Regions from separate parts of the Sus scrofa genome. Here regions 1 and 2 are each linked to region 3. A link is a contact called in public promoter capture Hi-C data. All regions are on one chromosome and are shown on one strand. Each heading gives the region's core, a stretch centred on a gene start, on an enhancer-like site or on the middle of the called end of the contact. The rest is flanking DNA. Distances are from core to core; before and after follow the strand shown.

What was found. Promoter capture Hi-C pulls out the DNA fragments that hold promoters and counts their contacts.
Region 1: a promoter capture Hi-C map of liver shows a contact between it and region 3, with 6 times the contacts expected there. The contact joins the promoter of RPL18 here to the promoter of HRC in region 3. A contact is called at or near these places in 2 of 5 promoter capture datasets (fetal liver and liver) and 2 of 2 datasets of contacts at active chromatin or transcription factors (alveolar macrophages and skeletal muscle).
Region 2: a promoter capture Hi-C map of liver shows a contact between it and region 3, with 2.6 times the contacts expected there. The contact joins the promoter of PRMT1 here to the promoter of HRC in region 3. A contact is called at or near these places in 1 of 5 promoter capture datasets (liver) and 4 of 47 Hi-C or Micro-C datasets (embryonic fibroblasts, epiblast stem cells, heart right ventricle and 1 more).

What each region holds. Positions count from the first base shown.
Region 1 is chr6:53,977,198-53,980,966 of Sscrofa11.1, forward strand. It overlaps RPL18 (60S ribosomal protein L18), which reads right to left and starts at 1,484. Exons shown (of 7, transcript XM_021094700.1): 1 at 1,332-1,484; 2 at 34-120. The coding sequence starts at 1,334.
Region 2 is chr6:54,717,451-54,721,299 of Sscrofa11.1, forward strand. It overlaps PRMT1 (protein arginine N-methyltransferase 1), which reads left to right and starts at 1,395. Exons shown (of 9, transcript XR_002344722.1): 1 at 1,395-1,542.
Region 3 is chr6:54,339,312-54,343,690 of Sscrofa11.1, forward strand. HRC (sarcoplasmic reticulum histidine-rich calcium-binding protein) reads right to left here and starts at 2,327. Exons shown (of 6, transcript XM_003127287.5): 1 at 523-2,327; 2 at 373-443. The coding sequence starts at 2,116. It overlaps TRPM4 (transient receptor potential cation channel subfamily M member 4), which reads left to right and starts at 3,463. Exons shown (of 24, transcript XM_021094712.1): 1 at 3,463-3,597; 2 at 3,895-3,962. The coding sequence starts at 3,574.

The sequences.
Region 1 (3,769 bases), core at 234-2,733, 360 kb before region 3:
GGCCTTGTCTAAGGGTCTCAGGCCCAACCTCACCTTGACCAGCAGCCTCAGGTAGATGTCCTGGCTCTTGGGCTCCTTGCGTCGAACCTTTCGGTCCTTGTTGTGGCGGATGTCAACTCCCTGCAGGGGTGAAGGGAAGACCATGAACCCAGCCCTGACTCGATCCTCACCTCACAAACATTCTCAATGAGCCCTTACCTCTGAGCAAGAGCTAATGCAGTCTCTGGAGACAACGAACTCCAATCTGACACTCGGAGAGCTCTGGGAAAAACCACTTAACCCCCTACCCAATGACCCCTTTGTAGAAAAAAACTAATTCAACATAAGCCTTCAGCACATGACACACAGCACACACCCTGAAAGACCTCAACAAAGGAGCCACACTGACTCAAATTTTTAGTTCCAAAGAACTAAACTGTGTTTTCAGGGATGTATTATTTAAGCACCCCAAACTCACTCCGAAAAAGCAGAACCAAAATCACTTAAACCAAAGGCAGACTTAAAAAGGTATTACGGTATCAATGAACTTTTTTTTTCAGTAATCCGTACAAAACTACTTCTAGGACTTTTCTTATACTATCTCCTTGAATCCAACAATCTTTTATGAAGTTAGTTTCCCACTTTAGCGCTAAAAAAAAACTGAAAGCAGCCTACGATTTCCACTACAGCCCCTGCCTACTTGCCTAAAGAGGTTTTTTTTTGTTTACTATGCTATTAACTGGAAAGAGGTATTTGACCACTGATACCTCCAGCACTTAATATACGCAAAAGCCTACAACAAGCACACTTCCCGGGACTTATTTCTTCCCAAACTCACATCTGTGAGACATAATTACTGGGCCCCCAATGATAAAGTCAAGATGCTTTCCCCGCACAGAAATGATACGTTGGGCAGTGAATTGAGATTCGAATCGAAGCCTGCCTGGTCCCCACACCCAGGCACCAGACGCTCAGCAACTCCCCCAGAACCCAGCTTTCCAGGCCGGGGAGTGACAGGTCCAAGGGCAGCACAGGCAAGAGTGGCTGTGGGATCAGCGCCTGGGTCCGAATTCTGACTCCGCTCTTTATTGTCATTACGTTACCGGTCATATTTAACTCCCTTACCCCTCAAGTTGGTCATGTACTCAATGGGAACCATAAAAGAATACGGGAGGACGAGAAATTGACGACTCCCATTTCTGCTCTTCAAGCCCCCAAAATAGCTCCCCAGCCCGGGAGTCGCTTCCTTTGGACACCCTGGGACCCCTGCCTCCCTCTGGAACATCCTCGGTCCCAGACCGCAGCGGATGGCAACGGATGATCAATGCCCAAACTCCGCAAAGCGCGCTCACCATGATGGCGCCTCCTCCTTAGCCAGGTCCGGAAAGAGAGACAGGGAGCTAGGGTGGGCGGGGAAAGCCGTCAGTGAAGGGCTCGTACGTGACGTCACATGGACGCGACGCGGCACTCTACCGCGACGCCCGCCCTCTCTATGGTGATCGGAGGACCGGCTAGATAGACGCCTCCGGAATTGGGTGTCGGTTCCCTGGTCCCTAGGAGGGAAGGGTCTGTACGTCGGGGCCTCTCTGGCCATATCCAGTCTCTGTTCTCGATAGTCTTCCGGAAGAAAGGGCGCTGGGAACGAGGGAGATGTCGCGCAGAAGTAGGAAGACGCGTCGTGCGTTGACGCTCTGGCCCGACGCCGACGGCCTCTCGGTGGCTCCCGGAGGACCCAGCGGCCCGAGTCTTGGAGGTGAGGAGGCGGGGCTGGCGGGACCAGTCCGGACGTAGGGAACCGTCTGACCCCAATCTTTGAGCGTTTCCTTATCGGGTTCACCTCTGCCTTGTCTCGTGCCGCGCTTGCCAGGCGCGGCCGCAGCTTGAGAAGTCTTGCTTGAGGTCTAACCCGAGATCTTCTTGCTGCAGTCCTGTCTGTGGCATCCGGTGTTTCCACCTTTTAGGTTCAGCTTCACCCTCTTCTCCCAGATGGCCCTTCCTTAACCCCTCCTCAGCCTCTGCCACCCGGAGGCTGCTTCTCCCAGCCAGAGAGTTTCAAGTGGCCCAGCGGGTTCGGTATGAGGGATGTGCACGGTACTGGAGCGCAGAGGAGGCAAGCTGAGGCTGCGGGCTGGGGCGACGCGGTGGAGAGAAAAAAATTCCTGAAAAAGAAAAGTGGAGAGAATTAGAGAGAGGGAGACCGAGATTCAGAGGAGGGAAGGAATGGAGACCCAGAGGGGAGTGGACAGAGACGGAGGGTGGGGGAAATAATGACGGGAGGTGGGAGGATGTTAGAAAGAGAGGGAAGATGGAGGTCTAGGGAGAAGCAGAGACAAATTCAGTTCCTTACTAAGCATAAGACCTTGGGCAAAACCTTTTTTTGTGTATTACTTTCCTTATTTGCAAGAAGGGGATGATAATAGGCCTGGCACATGGAGTGTTTTCTAGCATTATATAAGTTAGTTTAAATGCTTGGGACAATGCTTTGTACTTCTAAGCGCTGAGTTAACAATTAGCCTCTAATCCTGTTGGCTCTCACTGGGGAGGTGGAGAGGACCAGATGGACTGGTTGGGGCAATGAGGAAGCTGACTTGTCCATTCTTGTCTTCCTCTTCTGGGAAGCCCTGCCCCTTGGGCCCCCAGCACTTGGGGCTTGGCCTCCTCTTCTCTGCCCTTAATACTCCTACTTATTCATCTCTCCTCCCCAGAGCCACAGGCCAAGCCTGGACCATGATGCCTGACTCCTTGCCCATACCACCCTCCCATGGCCTCCCAGCCGGGGCCACGTTGATGTTGTAACACAGCAGGGGGCCTGCAGACGAATGGATTCCTTAAAGCAGAAGAGGAGCACGATCAGGTAAGGGTCTATCTGCAAGTCAAGATAACCATACCTTGGGACAGTTTTCTTCTCCCCATCCTTGTCCCTGTTCCCTGGTCTCTGAGTCCCAGCCTCTTCGATCAATGCATCTGTCTTTGTTTCCCCTGGAGCCCTAAGCTCACACACTGTTTCCCTGTCTCTCCATCTTACTGGGTTTCTCTTCCCCATCTCTCTCTGGGTCACTCTTTGGTACATATTGTCTGGTGCTGGTGCTGCTCTGGATTGAACACTAGGTACATTGTTTGGCAATAAATGAACTTCTTCCTCTGTTTATCTCTTTCTAGCAAGCTCAGTCGCTGTCTCCTTCAGCCTGTGTCTTTCTTCCTTCAATTGTCTCCTAGGTCACCTGATGCTATTCTTGCCTTGGTTTCTTTCAGTCTCACCATGTCTTTGCCTCTCTATGTCAACATCTTTGCTTTCTGGCTCTTAGTTAGTCTCAGTTCTCCTCAGCCTCTGTGCCTCCAACATTCTCTCCCTCCCTCACCCCTGATCAGATACTTTCTCTCCTGCACCTCTGTCTTGCCATGTAACTGGGTCATTCACTGGGCAAATATTTATGTCGTGCTGCCTCCCGTATGGTTTGGGCCCAAAGTAAATAATACTTTGTGATTAATAAACCTCTCTTCCCTGGTTTTCGTTCCAAAAGTGTTTGTCCCCATCTGTCTCTGTCCGTTGTTTTCTGGGTTTTCTTGAGTCCTTACCTTGCACGTTCTTAATTCTACTGTCTCTTTCTCTCCTTGTTTATATCTCTGCTGTTCTTCTATATCTGTCTCTCTGACACCCGTAGCTCTGAAAAAGAGAGGACACTCCCTTTCCAGGTCTCTTATTGCCTCAGACTCTGCTTCTCTGGATCTCTTTTATTAACTGTTTTTGCATATCTCTGAGTCTTCGTTAGCCTGTGTTAGGGTCATTCTT
Region 2 (3,849 bases), core at 145-2,644, 380 kb after region 3:
TTTGAAGTGCTGGAGGGGATGTGGAGCCCACAGAACGTTCATGGGTCACGGATGGGAATGCAACATGCTACAATACAGAGGGGAACTTTGGCAGTTTCTTAGAAAGATACACCTAGCATATGACCCAGCTGTGTTCTCAGTTTACCCAGGAAAAGGGAAAACATAGATCCAGAGAAAGCCTTGGTCATGATGGTTCACAGCCACTCTATTCCTAACAGCCCTATCCTGGAAACCACCCACATACCCACATACCCATCAAGAGGAAAATGTAACCCATGGATTCAATGGACTACTCCTCAGCCATGAAAAGGACTGGACAACTGCTAGGTGTGACATGAATGATTCTCAACAGCATTATGCTCAGTAAAAGAAGACAAACACTTGTGTACATACTGTAATTACATTTTTACAAAAATGTTTTTATCATTTTTACGAAATTTTAGACATGGAAAAGATGCGTGACGGTGACAACACAGAAAGTGATGGTTTCTGGGGTTGGGTGGGGAGATGTTGAATAGAAAAGGTCATGAAAGAACTTTCTGGGGTGATGCATATATTCTGCCAGTGGCACTCATCTTCATTCAGTACGTAATTTTCCTGCAGGTTTAGGAAGGCTCCCTGGAGGAGGTGGCAGCTAAAGGGCGCCCTGACTGACAAAGGAGTTGGACAGAAAAAGGGGGCGTGTGTTACCTGCAGGGGTGGACTTGGCAAAAAGCAAAGTGGCTTGAGTGGGGTCACTGGGTTTAAAAAACATGGAACAATTAAGTAGCGGGCCAGGGGTTAAATACCTTGACGCCCGAGCCCCATTCCTGATTTGTTTCGGGACCCCAGACATGAACTCCCTCTCTTTGGGCCTCTCGTTGGGTCAGTTTTCCTTCAGGAAAATGGGCACAAGCTCCTTCGTTCCTCCTGAGTGCCCGCCCCTCCGGCTGGGAGAAGCCATCAAAAGGGCGATGACTGACAGTTCTATTGAGCCAATCGCTGGAGCCTAAAGCCCTGCCTTCCTTTTTCGTGGGCCAATCGTCACGTTCTCCTTGAGGCCGGCCAAAAGCTTCGTGACGTCACAACAGCTGATAAACCAATAGCAGCCATCAAGAGGCGGGTCATTTTTGTGATAGACTGCTCTGTTTCAAGATGTCCGCTTGGCGCGGGGTCCGCCGGGAAGCTTGAAGGCGGTGCTGAGGGGAAAGGGGCGGGAACTCCCTGTTGACTTTGCCCAATCACCTGTCGCACTTCTTGCGATAGACAGGCAGTCCCTCCCATCCCGGTCGACCTAAAGGGGCGGGGTTCTGGACGCCAGACTGGGCGGTCTCCTCAATTTTGATGGGCGTCTTTTTAGCCCAATTGCAAAGCGGTATTCCCAGACGGGTCACCTCCGTTACCAATGAGATCTCCTGGCGGGGTCGCGGTGGGCGGGCCGTGGACCCTCCGGTATAAGGCGGTCCCGGGGGAGTGCGGAGAAGGGGGGGGTCTCGGCGGCCGGAGGAGGAGTAGGTGCGGGTGAAGATGGCGGCAGCCGAGGCCGCGAACTGCATCATGGAGGTGAGCGCCTGGAGCGCCGTCGGGGGCGGGGGGCAGTTTGAGGGTCAGCGTTTTATGCCTCCGTCGTGGGGAAGGGGCTCTGAGTCGCCGGATTGGGGTTGAAATCCTTTAGTCGTACGGAGGGGGCGCCGCATGCTCCGGATCCGGGATGCCGTTTGAGGTGCGGGTTCCCTAGCTTTCGAGCGCCTGTGGCACCCCCTAGAATCGAGGGTCTCGTGCCCCCTCCCACGATGAGAAGGGCTGGGGGCGCTTCCGGCCTGGTCCCCACGTGGCCGCAGCGCGGTGGGTGGGGAGGGGGTGTGCCGTGCCCGCCGGCCGGGCGGCCTCCACGTGCGGGACAAAGGCCCCGCCCCCGGTCGGGGGAGGGGCGCCCTGAGGGGGGGCGGGGAGGAGGCTCCGACCCTCCCTCTGAGGCCCCCTGCCCTCCTCCCCGGGGATCGTGACAAGCATCTCGGGGTGGGACTGACTTAGGGGCTCCGCCAAGTAAAGAGTCTCTTGGGAGGGCCGATGTATCTTGACCCTGAACAAACCCTTTGTGGGAGCGGGGCATCTGCTTAGGCATCGGTCCAGGTTTCGTGCATTCTTGAATTGGGATTGGAGGAAGACGAATTGGTTCCCTCTGGGCCCCCCTCCCACCCCAGTTTCCTGTCGATGGATTCTCCCCCGCCCGGGGCTTGGGGAGCTGGCGGGGGGGGGTGGAGCATGCCCCTGTGACCTCCCTCTGGTTGGGGGGGGGCATCTAGCAGAAGGAGGTCCTTCCCGAAAAGGCGTCGTGCACCCCCTTGTGGCCATTTCTGCTGTGTGGGAGGGACCTCTTTTTCATGGGGCGTGTCCCAAAGCCCACCTCCCCGCTGGAGCCTTCCAGGCGAGGGGAGAGAGAGTCTGTCTTGGGAAGGGGATCTGAGGGACTAGAGGCCGCGAACGTTGCTCCGTTTCTCTCCCCAGGGCATTTGTGAGGGTGGGAGTGAAACCTCCCCCTTCCTGAAGCCCTGTGTGAGGGTCCGGAGCGTGGATGCCTTAAACGGTGTTCCGTGAGGTTTGGTTCTCGTGCAGGCGTGTGAGGCTGGTTCCGGTGCTGAGTTTCAGGCCCTCCGGGGGCCTGCCTGGCGGAGGTGTCGGTGCTGAGAAGTAGGACCCAGCGGGAAATCCCCGCACAGGCCGCCCTCCTTTTTCCGCGTGTTCACGGGTTTGGGAGAATGGAGGTGGGGCTTGGAGCCCAGGGGGCTTCTGTCTGTGGTTTCACGCTTCTCGGAGCCTGACGGGTGGGTACATCTGGAAGAGATGCGATCCGGCGGGGCCTCTGTACTCTGGCCCGGTACCTTGTAGCCCTCTCTGGAATGGAGGGGAGCTCCCAGGGGTCACTCCAATGACTCCTGCCCCCCTCGGCTCTCTCCTGGGCCAGGGCCCGTGTGGGTGGAGGAAAGCGCTTCCCCAGAGGTTGCCCCAGGACTTGGCCCCGCACCTGGGGAGTTTCAGGGCCTGCCGCGGCGGTTGTTTGAATGTGGGCAGATGGGCTGAGGGTCCTGGGTCTGGCCTCCCCCGGCAGAGGGTAATAATCAGGGCGACTGGCTCTAACTGGCTTTGTTTGGGACTTGGCTGAGTCCAAGGCAGCAGCCAGGGGCCGGGCTGCCAGCTCTCGAGGGGGTGCCTTGTGCCACACCTCCTTTCTGGAATCCTCTCAGACAAGAGACTGGTTTGCAGTGGTGGCAGATGCCCAGTGGGTACACCCTGCCAGCCCCCCTCCCCCAGCTACTTAGGGCACCCAGGATGCGGGTGTGTGTCAGGAAGTGTCACCTAATCTGGGGGGATTAGATGATGAGGGGGAGTGACAGCTGGCAGTGCCTGTGTGCCCAGTGGGTGCCAGTTCCTCTGGCCTGGATGGGGGAGGTGCGCACGGTCAGGTGCCTTGCCCGACCGAGAGGGGCTGCGTGGGGGCAGGCCACCATCTCTCCAGCCTCAGCAGGGACAGAACCCCCTCCTCTCTTCCTCTGTCTCTCCCACCCCTTTCAAGAACAGTGTTCCCTCTTTGCTCACTCCCTCTCCCACACTCCCCACAAAGCAAAGCCAAATTGTAGGAAACACCCCCTTCTCCAAGAGCCCGGGTCCCCTGGCCTGGCCCTCCCCTAGTCTCTCCCAGTAGCTAATCCTTTCTCCCTGTTACTCTCTCCTAGAATTTTGTAGCCACCTTGGCTAATGGGATGAGCCTCCAGCCGCCTCTTGAAGAAGTAAATATCCTTTCGTGAGCCCCTTCCCCACATAAACATACCTCATCACACATCAGGCCCTTCCTACTGGCCCAACTCTGAG
Region 3 (4,379 bases), core at 1,077-3,576:
AGGGCGCCACCGCGGCCTCCCATCACTGTGGCCTGGGCCCCCCACCCCCAGTCCTCTCTTTACCTCCTCTCTCCATGCGCTCCTCCCAGCCTGTCAGTCTACAGTCCTCCTGCCCCCACTGCCTCCCTGTACCCTCCTCTCTGTTCCCACAGCCTTGTAGCTCATGCCTCACCCACCCTTTCCTGGACCATTGTCCCAGCTTCCTCCCCAGCATCCTGGCCTCCAGATGTCCCCCACGTAGCCCCAGAAGTGTCGCTGTTCACTCAGAACTGTCCCTGACCCTCCTTTTCTCAAGGCCCTCCCAAGGCACACCAGAGCCCTGGAAGAAATTCTCAGGACAGCTGGGTGGATGGATCTGGGTTGGGGACATACATTGCAGAAGGAGCAGTAGCCACACAGGGATCCTGGCTGGTAGTTTCCGTATTCCTGGGCACCCTGGGGACCTGGGGGGACAAGAAAGAGGGCAGCAGTGACCCGGGCTGACTCTGCTCTTCCCCACCCCCACCTAGTCAGATCACTTACCCACGTCCTCACCACTCTCCTCCTCGCTGGAGGCACCTCCCGCCTCCCTCCCAGCCAGTGGGTTGGGGATGATGGTGACGGGCAGCTCCTCCTCCTCCTCGTCGTCTTCCTCCTGGTGGTCCTGGCTCAGTGGGACCCAAACCTCAGCCCTCTCTTCCCTCCTCTCCTCCTCCTCTTCTTCCTCCTCCTCTTCCTCCTCCTCCTCCTGGCTCAGGCTGAGGCCATGACCTTCCTCCTCGTCTTCCTCATCCTCCCGGTCCAGGCTGCCCTGGTGGGTGCCTTCTCCTTCCTCTTCTGAACCTTCACCATCCTCTTCAGGGGAGCTGTGGTCCTCTTCCTCTTCCTCCTCGGAATCACCCTCCCCTAAATGGCTTCTATCCTTGACCCCCATGTGTTCCCGGGGACGGGAGCTAGTCTCTTCTTTGATGGATCCTCTGTGGCCTTGCTGCCTGTGGCTGGCAGGCTGGTGGCCAAGCTTGGTGGAGATGTCCTCATCTTCCTCCTTGAGGACCCCGGGGTGGTGACGACCAGGGCTCTCTCTCGTATATTCGTCTGGGAAGTCCTCCTCCTCCTCAGTGCTCTTGTGGCCTTGGGCTTGGGGGCTTGCAGCATGGTGGCTGAACTTGACCGTGATCTCCTCCTCTCCTTCCTCCTCCTCATCTCCAAGGCCATGGTGGGTATGTCTGGGAACCTGGTGCCAGTGTTCAGTGGATACGACCTCATCCTCATCTTCCTCATTTCTGTGGCCTGGGTGTCCGTGGCCAGGGACATGATGGTGGTGCGAGTCTGAGACGTCTCCATCCTCTTCCTTCTCGTGGCCTTGATGCCCGTGCGTCTGATATTTGTACTCAGCGGAGTCACCGTCATTGTCGTCATCTTCTTCTTCTTCATGGCCTCGGTGTCTGTGGCTGGGGCCGTGATGGTGACGTCCAGCTGAGACGTCTTCGTCCTCTTCCATCCCGTGGTCTCGGTGCCCGTGGGCCTGGTGTCCATACTCGGTGGAGATGCCGCCTTCCTCCTCCTCTTCCTCCTCCTCTTCTCCATGGCCTCGGCGTACATGCCTGATGATATGATGGTGTCGCTCGCTGGACACAATTTCATCCTCATCCTCGTCTTGGTGGCCGTGGCTCCCATGGCTGGGGAAGTGGTGCCTGGGCTCAGCTGAATCATCCATGTCTTTGCTCCCACGGCCTCTGTGCCCACCCGCCTGCGGAGCATGCGCTGTGGTTCCCTCCTCCTCAGAGATGTTCTCATCTCCCACCTCGTGGCCTTGGTACCTGTGGCCTTGGCGGGGATGGGCTGCTTTGGAGACATCTTCTTCCTCTTCTCCGTGGTCTCCAGAGGCCCAGAAATGATGCCCACTCTCCGTGGAGACATCGCTGTTCTCATCCCCATGGCTTCTATGGCTATGCCCGGAGTGACCGAACTTGCCTGATGCGTCCTCTGTGGGCCCGGGGATGCCTGCGTTGTTGTTCAAGTTGCTGGGGCCCAGCCCAGCCCCTCTCAGCTGCTGGGTCATAGCAGGGGGGAGGAGCAGGCTGGCCACAGCAGCCCAGAGGAGAGACGCCTGCAACCATGGCCCAGGGTGGCCCATGGGGACAGACCAGCAGCAGAGCTTCTCCCTGGGCTGGCTCCCGCTGTGGCTGAGGCTATGTCGATGAATACTGGGGTCCCTGTCCCTTTGGGGTCCTTCTCTTTCTTTCTCCCTGTGTCTTTCCTTTGCTGTGTCTCTCTCTGTCTCTGCCCTCTGGCCCTCACTGCCAGGCTCCAGACACCCCTCTGAGACAATCTCCAGAACCCCCTGACCCCCTCCGCCCCTCCCTCCCGCTCCCCAGCCAATAGGGTCTCTCCCCTCCCCTCTCTGTGGCTAAATTTACTTTCGGCCCGGAGTTATTCTGGGTTAGGCCCGGCCTGCCCCTCCCCTCCGGCTCTTTCTCCTCTCAGCTGGGGAGGGGGTGAGAGAAGGGGTCTCTCTTTGGCCAGGAGAGGGGGCCAAGGGACTTGATTTTGAATGCCGACAAGTTCCGGTTTGGCAGCTGCAAAAATGGTGTCAAATTTTCAGTGGGCCAATTTGGGGGGAGCCCGGGCCATGGGAGGAGGGGAGCGGGAAGGGTGTATTTGAGGGGAGAGACCCCTGCCAAGGAAGGATTGGGGGTTAGATTATGGGGAGTTTCCGGCCAGAACGGGCGACTTTGCTGAGATGGTGGATGCCCACAGGGAAGCCCTGGACAGGGGTGAGAGGAATTGTGCTCCAGCGTGCGTACCCATGACCTCCTGTCCCTGGAACTCAGATCTGGGGGCAGGGGATGGGGCCAGGCCAGGGCTATAAATACAGCAGGGGGTGTGTGTGTGCAGGGGGCTCAGGTTACTCAGGAGGCTGCAGCTGTCCCTGTCCCTGGAGAGCTAGCAGGAGACATGGGGGCCCTGCCTGTGTATCAGTACCTCCCCCTCATCCTATCACTGCTGTCCTCACCCCTCGCTCTTTGGGTTCCCAGCCTTCTCTGTGGGTTCCCTTCTCTCAGTTCTTGTTTCTTCACCCGCTCTCTTGGAGTCCCTGTCCCCCTCCCCAGGATTCTGTCCCCTTCTCACTCTCAGGCTTCTGTCTCTCCCTCTCAGTCTGAGTGTCTCCGCCGCGCCCCCACCCCGCCCCCGCCAACTTCCTTCCAAGCACCCCCCCCTCGCTTTGGGTCGATGTAGCCCCTCGCCAATCTCTGTCCCCCCTTTCTGATTCCCTGTCCCAACCTAAGGCTTCGTGTCCCCATCCCATCCCCTTTTTGTGTGCCCTCTCCCTCATCACTGGCATTTCCTCTCTGAGTCCCTGTCCCCCACCCCGGGTCCCCGGCCCCCTCTCCCCGGGTCTCGCCTGCCGGTCCCTCAGACCCTTTGCCCCGCCTCCCGCTCTGCGCGTCTCCGAGATTCCCCGCCCCCTAGACCTGGCCCCGCCCAGGCTGGGCTGGGACGTAGTGGATCCGGTTTGTCCCGGGCGCGTCTAGAGCCCGGGTTGGTTGAGGGAATGCAGGGAGTCGGATAGTTTGCAGAGGCTGCAGCAGCATGGTGGGTGCGGAGAAGGAGCAGGTACAGCGGCCGGACCCCGGGTCTGAGGGAACAGGGAGCTGGGGGCCGGGACCCCTGGTTCCCGGAGAGGAGGGCGCTGGAGACCCAGATTCTTGGGTCAAAGAAGGGGGCTGCTGGGGCCTCGGACGCCTGGGTCCTTGGGGACAGATGGGGGCTGGGGGGAATCGAGTCTCCTGAGTTTGGGGGAGGCGGGCGCTGGGGTCCTGGACTCCTAGGTCTAGGCTGGGGCGCGGGTGAGTCACTCTGTGTCCCTTAGGACTGAACTGGTTCCCCTTCACCCCTTGTTCTTGTCCCCAGAGCTATATCCCCAAGATCTTCAAGAAGAAGACGTGCACAACTTTCATCGTTGACCCCACAGATCCGGGGTGAGGAGCCCACCCGGGGACCGACCCCAGATGTCCACCCCGCCCACCTCAGACCCCGCCCTTCGGCTCCTCCCCTCCCCCAGTCCTGTCCCCGCAGACACTCCCAAGGGCGTTCCCTGGTGGCTCTCTCCCTCGGGGAGGGCTTCGGTCCTTCTGCAAACACATCCAACTAATCCTTCTCACGCTCAGGGTCCGTGTTAAAGCCCCAGGGCTGGGTTCCGTTTCTTTCCTTCCTCGTGTCTCTCCCGTGTGTCTCCGCCTCCTGGTGTCACTTTCTCTGTTTTTCTCTCTCGACTGTCGCTGTTTCATTCATTCGTCCACTCCTCCAAGAAACCCTCACTCCGCACGTCCAAGGGGGCATGATTTTCAAGAGCACAGGCCCTGCTAGGGTTCTAATCTCGGCTGGGACACGTGCTG